2 separate regions of the Gasterosteus aculeatus genome follow, and region 1 is linked to region 2. The links are chromatin contacts, called in public Hi-C maps. All regions are on one chromosome and are shown on one strand. The core of a region is the stretch at or near the end of the contact, and the rest is flanking DNA. Distances in the headings are between cores, read along the strand shown.

Region 1 (4,996 bases), core at 457-2,956, 50 kb after region 2:
CACAATATTGTGGACCAAACATTTCAATATTGATATTGGGGCGGTCATGTAAGGTTTACTACTGGTAATTTTATTAAATATTAATATAATGATTTTTAATAACAATGAATCATCTGGATTCAATGACCATGTGGGTAAAGGCAACTAATAGCACAGCTAGTCTAAAGATTTATACATCACCTGCAGCCTTTAGAATCAAGGAAAAGACAACACCGTATTACATTTATAATATATATTCTCATATTAAAAAAATAGTATAATTACATTGATATATTTAAATGTCTGACCCTGATCTGATCTCTGCCTGTAGTTTAATGTTTACACTGGATGAGACATAAGACAAGTGTGTTGTGTGTGTGTGGACTCGACTGCACTAACATGTTCCTTTTTGAATTGTTCCATCAGGAGGTCGGCCGACTCTTCCAGAGACAGAAGCTGGGCCGGACTGTGGTGGAGAGGAGGGGGATTGGCTGCAGTGATGTCATCCAGGTGTTTTCTGTCCCGCTCCTTCCTGGCCTGTGCAGACAGAGGCGATGAACCTTCAGAAGACCGGCTGGGTGACGAGGATCCTGAGGGAGAGACGTCACTTCTGTGAGGCAGCCTGGAAACACGGGTGACAAAATGTTAGTCACAATAGCAACTGTGATAAAGCTAAATTGAATCTACATTGTAGTGTAGTACAAGTCCACTTACTGATTTGGTTTGAATTTTAGCTTCCCGCGTGCTGAAGTCTTCTCCGTTCTTTCCAGGACTGTTACATAGTTGGGCGTTTTGGGTCCTTCCTTTACGAGAAAGTAATTGTCTCTTGCTGTGCTGTTCAACGGGTCTTTGGACTCGGTAATGAAACCAGAACTAGTTTCAGACAGTTTCACCCTGCCCAAGGCCTCCACAAGGTCATCCTCTTTTGTCTCATCAGAGTTCAAAGAGGCCCCAGCAGCGGCCATCTCTATGGTTTCACCAGCAGCTGCGCGGGAGACGGACTGGTCCTGTTGCTCATCCGAAGTATTCTCCAGCCTATGAGCGGAGACAGGTACCGCATCCCCTGCAGCAGCCTCACTTTGCCTGTTTGGCTGCGAGGCTGTTGGTGAGTTGGGGATGGCCCGTTGTTGCAAAAGGAAAGCCTGCTGATACTTAGTCTGTAACTGCGTCCTGGCAACAGAGTCAAAACTCTGTCTCCTCTCCTCTTCGTTGTGGTCATAAATGGCCTGGCGCAATTTCTCTGCAAATTCTTTTATCTTTTTGCCTTTGTCTGGAAGGCTCTGTAAAAACCTCCTGCAAACAACACAAATGCATCATTGGATGATAATATCAAAATAATCATTCAAGATACAGATGTGAGACAAACAGACCAGCACTCATGTTTTAGTCTTATTTGTAACGCGCCCACTTCTAACCACCAACCCATAATTAAGATATAGTTATGCCAAAACCATGAGACCAACAGTTTTCATTACAACTAGTCAAACTCGTTTCGTCTCCTTAGGTCGCCACCTCTCTGCTGCCACTGAAAGTAGATGAAACTTAATTTACTGAGGTCACGCGGTTACTGATCTTAAGCACCATACAGCATAAACACCGGGGGGCTAGAAGTGTAAACTCACTTGTTAGAGAGCATCTTCTCCTGTCGCAGGATAAGTTCTTGGAGCTCATCTTTGCTCTGGGTCCTCAGGTGTCCCACCTGTCCCTGGCGCCCTGTCCACGATGAGGACATCACTATTAGCGGGTGACAGCTAGCTGCTAGCTACAGCCATTCACACACCGCGTGCGCTGACGTCGCAGTTTTAAAAAGTTCATACGAACTGCAATTAATCTTTGACCACTTTAAAAGTCCACCCATTAAGTGGACTCTGGGACAAAGTGGAGAGATTTAACGTCAGAGAACTCAGAAGACGGCGGGTTCACTTCTTCCATACAAGAGACAACAACACTGCGAAGTGGGATTCTTCTTCTTCGTGTGTGGAAATCCAGCAGGTGGAGATCTAGCGCCTCTCCTGTGGGGAGAGTGGGGCTGCACCTCTTCTTCGTGTCACTGACAGTCAAGGTGATTTGCTGCCCTCTACAGGCCAAACACAGTCAGTAGCAGCCAGTAAGTGCAGTCAGTCTGAGCAGACCTTAGGCTCTCAGATTTTCCACGCCTGCTTTTCCTATTTCCCGGAAATTTTCCGACCGCTGTGACAACCAATCTCTCATTGATTGCAACAAACAATGACCCAACAACCAGAATGTCCCATCGGAGTCCACATAATACCCTCTCACAGTTCAAGGTGAGTTCAGCATTTGGCTACAGCCGCACAGTTTGGGGAAGTAACTATATATATATTTATAAAAAGCTATATTATACCAATGTTTGTGTTTGCACCAAGTCAGATCACAACCATACAGTGCACTGTAAAACATTGACGCCTTTCTTATATTTTTTTGTTTTTTCTAAGTTAACCTATAATCTTCTTTTCATATCAGAGTCCCACAAACTAATCAAAACAGGTGTATCACGTGCTGTGATTTTTCGTGTACTTTACTGGTATATCACCTAATGCACACTTCACTTTAGATTTAGAAGTCTTTTAAATGATATCTTACCCAGTTGTTTTAATTCACTACTTACGGCTTTGGAGACTTTTTCAGAATTTACAATAAAGTATCTTGAATCTGTCCACTATGCAGAACAGACCGTTCACAAAATGTTGTCATTATGGTTTTGCATATTTACATAACATTTATCTGGAGTTCACAATTCATATGGAATTAGGTGTGAAATTATATATATATATATATATATATATATATATATATATATATATATATATATATATATATATATATATATATTTTAAAGCCTCTTTTGTGTCTCTACCAAGCTATGACGGAGTTATCAGCTTCAAAGAACAATTAGGTAGTCAAACCTTTCAGCTTTAAAAAGAAAATACGAGGTTGTACAGTGTGAAAGTGCTGGCACAATCAGGATGCCTGATTTTATTATACAATAAAATCTAAATTATCCAAACATACGATGGCCTCTCATCATTAGTTTCAGTATGATGTGTATCGTTGAGAAAAAAGCACATCATAATGCTTTTTTAAACACAGTTCTGGCAGTGCGGATAACAGCTGGATAATACTTTTTCCTGTGGCTCAGGAATAGCAGTCACCCAAATAAGGTAAATGTCTTTAAAGTGACTTAAAATCTTAACTTCAGCACAGCCATTGAATTAACATCATATTACTATATTACCCTCTTGCTAATTCAAAGTGATGCATCCCACCCCCAGTATTAGATAGTAGGCCGTTCACAAAGGCACAAAGCATGTTAATAAATATCTTGTACATAACGAAAAACAAAGACTAAATGATATTAATTTAATTTGTGCATTGCTATTCTATAATTGTATGAACAAGAAGATAATAACTGCATCAACCTTCATGTAGGACTGAATGCTCAGAGCTCTTTGAGGAACATAGTTAGGCTACATACAGTGTGAAAGAAACAATCTTGCAGTACAGTACTTACAAAATATTTTTACAGAGCAAGAGATCAGATTATTTACATCCTACAACAAGCACCATTTTATGTGCTACACCCAAATATGGGCTGAAAATCCTTTGATGAAAAGACTTTTTACATCATTGAGTCAAACGTGATAGTGAAATAACTAAGTATGTCATGAATGGCGAGTTTTGAAAACAGAACTCAGAGGGGAAATTATAATAGACAAGTGAGTTTAAACAACTTGTTCAACATTTTAGGAATCACGCTTCTTTGTTTTCTTAAGAGGAAAGCATGAATTCCACTAAATATAGCAAATATGTAGCTGCACTTAACTACAGAAACAGAACTGTGCAGTCATGACGTACATATTAACTCCATGCTAAGTTAAGCGCAATGACTGTAAATATGTATTAAAATTCATCTACCAGCATGTATAATAGAGCAAAAACGTCAATTTGCCATTTGATGGGGTTTTTCTCGAACAGACTTGGTCTTGAACGGCATACCACTATTCACAGTCGCTCCCATGACCCCTGTACGATAGAGAGGCGATGCATTGCTTCTGGCGACGGTTCACAGGGAAGTGAAAAGTAGTGAAAAGGGCACCGTAGATTCACTCCCTCCTGTTGCCTCCACTGCCCTTGGGTTGCAGTTAGCAAGCTGCTTCTTATAATGTTGCGTAGCCCTTATCTTTCCTGACAAAACAATTTGCAACCCCAAAATACCTCAACAAGCTGCTTCTTAGATGATTTAATGCAATAGGTCGGGCTGATGGGGTATTTCCCTTTGTTTTGTTGATTGACACCTGCAGGCTAGCTCTTTGTTATTGGTCTTCATGCTAAGCTAGGCTAAGCTAACCAGCTGCTCTCTGTATCATCGCGGTAACATAAAAAAATGTAAGTGGTGTCAGTTCTCAATCAACTCTCGAGAAGAAATAAATGTTTTCCCTGAAATGTTGAACTTTTACCTCAAGATCAGTCTATGTCGATCTTTTTTGTTGTTTGCAGAAGTTTCATGAACGGTGTTTCAACTTGAGGGGCTCTTGATCTCGGTCCAGAAGACAGTAGAGAAGTTTCTGTGTCCAACTCATCTCTGCCGGACTGGACTGGACTCACGGGGGGCTCAGAATCAGACGGGCGCGTGTACGGGTACAACCCACCCGGCACTGAGGAGCTGTGCTGCAGGAAGCGGCTGTACTCGCCGGGAGTGTACCTTAGTAAACTGGACTCCAGCCTACTTGGCGGAAGATTATTTGACGTGAATGTCCTTGGTTGGGAAGGCTTTGTTAGGGCGTAGTATGGATGTTGCTGGCGAGATGTGGGGGATGAAAGATAAGTGGGGTTTGAAGGTTGTGTTGGGGATGGAGGTAGAGTGGGTGATTCAGCTATAGCAGTGGGAGAAGGTAGATTGGCGGATGGAGATTGTGTTGGGGATGAAGGTTGCATCGGAGTGAGAGGTTGTGTTTGGGATGAAGGTGGAGTGGGTGATACGGGTAGAGTCGCTGATGAA
Region 2 (4,640 bases), core at 1,306-3,805:
GGCTGAATGGCCCAGTCATGCAGCAAAAGCTCTCCATATATTAACCTCCGTGTCCCCAGGCTTTTCTGCTTCTCCTCTGAAGCTGTGCAACTCTTCTCATTAAACACGTAGCATGAGTGCAGTCAGGACGACCAACAACAACAGCCATCATTAATTATATGGAGATGAAAATATAGTCTCACTCCGATTTTTTCCATTCTCAATTTTTTTTTCTCCAATTTCTCGATCAATAATATTACATTTCTATAGATGTACAATAAAAAATGGAATAGAACTAAAACATATGACACTGATACAAGAATACAACGCATTTTTAAAATTTTAGAGTAAAAGTTGAATACATTTTTAATAAGTTTGAATGTAGATATTGTTATATATTGTGTGTTACTGATCAGTGTTATAATGCTGGTATTAGCATCTTAGGGGTTCACTTAGTGGTTCAGTATTCATGCTAACTAACTGTCTGCTTATTGTCTGCTGTTTACGTCATATTTAATTGACAGATTTGACACATTGCATGTATTTCACACTTTCTCTTACCAACAGTATATAAAAAAAGACCACACAGACTATAAGACCTTGATTGTTGATGAATTGACACACCAGCCAAAGAGAAGCACTGTGACATTTCACAACTATCAGTCCCTCTCCTTGTTGGCAACACACACAGGGCTCTTCTTGCTGTAATCCTGGAGGAATGTACCTGAAAAAGTCAAATTCGGACCCCAGGACACAATATCTCCAGAGCTTAAGCCCACTGACTCTGCTCTTACACTGAAAATCCTCCCATTAGAGATGGTGGAAAAGTTTACTCAACAGAAAAAAAATCACTCAATGTGTATCAGTAAGTATTGACTTCCAGACCAGAGAAGAAAAGAGTGTGTGTTAAATTTGCTCCATTATATAACACTGTGAGTTCATAACAAAGGTCCATTGTCTGCATAAACCATTACTTTATCTGGATCAGTGGGCAGTTATATAAATTATAATGGTGCTGCGTGAGCAAAGAGACCGTCAGACGTCCATGGACAAAGATCACATCTCCACCACATGAAAACACCTGCTGATGCCTTTTGTAACCAGCCTGTTTGTTTCCTTCTGCAGGCCAAACCTCCAATACCTGAATTGATCTGACGCAATAAGTCACTCAATTATCTTAATTATTTTTTAATTTTTATAAAGAAATGTAGCTTCTTAACTATAAAAATGTTTCCCCCTCTGCAACTTTAAGCGGTGGAACGTGCCGCCACTTGCTTTTGGAAACTTGCATTTTTGTACTATTTTCTGGAAATTATTGATAGATAAATCAATGAATCCTCAGACAAATGTATAAGGGAACTGATTAGCTACCAGGGTTGAGGATTATTTCGAGTTGTTGTGAATGTGAAACGTGCTTGTGTCCATGTGGGTCCTTTTACCTGACACTCCCCCTGCCACGTAGACGGCCATCATGACTCCCAGAGTAAAACCAATGTGGATGGTCAAGGGCTCCCCGAGAGCCCCTTTACTCAGCACCGTCTGGGCCACTGAACCACATCCAAAGAGCTGGGACACAGACAAGAACAAAAACACAAAAGGGTGGAGGTAGGAAGGCTCCCTGTTTTTAATTATTCCAATTATAACCGTCGGTAACACTGGCACTCTTGTCCACCAACAGCCTCAGACTGCCACAAACAATTTGCCTTTTCTTGGAGCCTCGAAAAAAAATGAATGAATCCCCCCCATGTATTAGGTCAAAGGCAGAAGTAATTCAGACAAAGAGAAAGTGTTGGGAGGAGAACAGTTGTCCTTTAATTAAAAGGGCTGTTGAGGAAGCTACATCACTTGGGGACAACGTGGAATCAGAGAGGAGACGGGTTGAGTCAGTGGTGGAGGCGAGGACAGTCCAGACTTTACCATAAACACTGAGGAATAATCAGGAAACAAACGTTTTACCTTTTGCTCATTTAATCATGTAGTATAATTTAATCATCGCAAAGTTTTTTGCATATCCTCATAACTAAGACACAATGACGTATTACGGGGATAATGACTCATATTTTAGATAGATGGTAGATAATTGTACTTTTGGAGGAGATGTGGGGAAGAAAAACAGTCCCACATCAGTCACATCTTGTTATGATTGCCAGGAGCAAATTACAGCTGCAGCACATCAAAGAGAAAGTCTGTTATTCCCATAATATACTATGTGTTAATAGAGACATACAAGAGACAGCAGTCCCCGGGGACACAGTTTGACACCTTATTAGCATGCTGGTTCAAAGCTTTAAAGCGTCTGTTTAAGCTGGATGACAGGTGCAGAGGGAGGTACTCACTATCAGGACAAATATCCCCAGAAATTCTGCCAGGAACTCCTTAAAGATGTCCTGCCTCAGGCCAAATCTCTCCTTCATCTTCCTCTTGCTCTCATCTTCCATTTTTTCCCCCCACTGCCGCTGCTTGAAGTCCTCCCCCGATCAGGACAAACAGATAAACACTGTGAGGGAGTCAGTGCGCGGTGGTCGGTGCCGCCTCCTCCTCGGGCCGTGCAGGTTGACAGGCGCGCTAAGCTTTTTACATCTAGTTCCCTTTCCAACCACAAGGGGTCTACTTTGGATTAGAGAAACAAAGAGCCCAGATTGTTTACCTGGCATCCACAGCAATTACGGAGAGTATTAAGCCTGTGTTTTAACTGACATTACTATACATTGGAAAGTCCTTGGCAATGAAACTACATCGGAGACAGTGCAAAGTATATTTATGTAGATCACTAAGCTGATATCCGATATGAAATGTATAAGTACATTAAAATATAGGAAAACAACTCTCACGTCAGCTTGATGACTTAAAAGTCACCACAAGCTTTTAGCGGTGAGATCCTTCTTTTATTATTACACGTTGGCTGTTGAATGTGTACTCAAAATTATTTAGGTATGAAAAATATGAACTTGGCTGGGAACAAAAAAAACTTTCAATTTATATTTCAAAAAGATTTCCCTCAAATCACTTTAGAAATGTACGTGTTAGTTGTAGCTGCTATTACATCAATTGTGTTCTTTGGCTCACTCAGGTATTTAAAATCAAAAATCAAAATTAAAAAGAAATAAAATCCCAGCGTCTGTATAAATTGGCCGTCATGTGTTTTGCCTCTCGGCAATGTTTAGATTATGATGCTAAAATGTATTGCCGAATGCAAAAAGAAAAACTATACATTTCAAATTTTAAGTTTTGTCTGCCTGCTGTTGTTGTATGTATGTGGATATTTATAGTATGTGTGAGTATTTATAGAATGGCCTCCCGTATGTAGAAGTTACTGCACCAAGTGTCGTAGATGCGATACAAACCGACTGTAAAACGTGTAATAATACATCGTTTATGTGCGTATATCGACTCCGGTGTTTATTCGACCTCTTTAAAGATTTTTTACTGATCTCAAACTTACAATTCTTAAAAAACACACACACACATATTCACATATCACAATGGTGTCATATGTGACGCGCCAACAGAGGGCGCTCCACGAACACGTTTCACCCGCCGCCTCCCGGAGTTTGTCCCACGGGTGGATGCGTCTTATCTCCACTCCGCTGCGCTTTGTGAGGAGGTGAGGCGACAGGCCGCGGATGGGATGTTTTTCAATGCATTAATCAATGTCACGCTTTCAGACGCGTCCTCTTTGATGTGAAACAGACACGTTGAGAGTGTCGCCCATGCTGTGAAAAAAGGGCTGATGTGCTGATGGAGAAACAGCATCCTCCGGGAATTTGCAAATGACGGGCCTGCATCTGTCTCCGCACTCCTTTGTCCTGTCAGGGGGGCGTCCGATTATGAAATGTAGAACGTAAAGACCTTGCCGCTGATTGAGTATATATCAACAAACCCCAGCTTGTTTAAAAACGACATTGTTATTCCACTGACCACAGGTATTTTCCCCAAACTGCTGATTTGCCCTCGAACTGTTGCATTCGTGTGGGGGGGGTGGGGGGGGGGGGGGGGGGGGGGGGGACCCAGCTTTGCTTCAATTCCTTTAGTTTCCTGAGACAAGATCGATAATTGGTGGATGTTTATTGGGAAGTTTAAAGGAGGTGCCGTAAGGAATTATCACCTGCAGGACAAATCTCTGGCAACAACACCCCAGCAAGTAGCAGCAGTCCCTCTGGTCCTCATTTACATAACATCTTAGACCGCGGGGAGGTTGTGTAAGGCAAATAAAGACCGCAGGGTGATAGCAAGTAACTTGACACCTCTGTGTCACTTAGGAAAGGAATGATGCTGATGTAAGAATGTTGCCAAACACTTTTTTAGTACAAATAGTGATTTAGGTTTATATTGGGATAACGTCTTTGTTTACTCCATTCAAGGAATCACTTTCATCCTCGACTCTCTCACACTCTGGACATTTCAACATCTGCAGCTTCATGAGAGCAGATGCAGATCGTGTGACACCACATGCACGCTGGGACATTGTTTTACCAGAAAAACAGGCGTCATTAAAGCATCATGCTGCTGTGAGTTTGTGCAACTGTAATGCGTATTAAGAAGGGATCCAAATGTAAACCCATAACATGTCATTTGCACCCTCATTATCCAGTTCAGGCTGCACACAACTTGCAAACACAAACTATTTACCAGTTTATGGCGCAGCGCTTTTTGGTCTGTTG

Evidence for each region. Hi-C and Micro-C count contacts between places; a contact is called where the count stands out from the background.
Region 1: a Hi-C map of tail fin shows a contact between it and region 2, with 4 times the contacts expected there. The contact joins the enhancer-like site here to the promoter of aqp9b in region 2. A contact is called at or near these places in 5 of 6 Hi-C or Micro-C datasets (liver, skeletal muscle, tail fin and 1 more).

The regions. Positions count from the first base shown.
Region 1 is chr12:12,875,150-12,880,145 of fGasAcu3.hap1.1, forward strand. It overlaps polr2m (RNA polymerase II subunit M), which reads right to left. Exons shown (of 16, transcript XM_040163399.2): 14 at 694-1,272; 15 at 379-601. Among protein-coding and RNA genes, the nearest start is that of polr2m, 11 kb to the right of the region's middle. Within about 2 kb of position 1,707, at least 4 of the 9 cell types and tissues checked have open chromatin away from gene starts, as enhancers often do.
Region 2 is chr12:12,824,562-12,829,201 of fGasAcu3.hap1.1, forward strand. It overlaps aqp9b (aquaporin 9b), which reads right to left and starts at 2,556. Exons shown (of 6, transcript XM_040169019.2): 1 at 2,316-2,556; 2 at 1,419-1,545. The coding sequence starts at 2,417.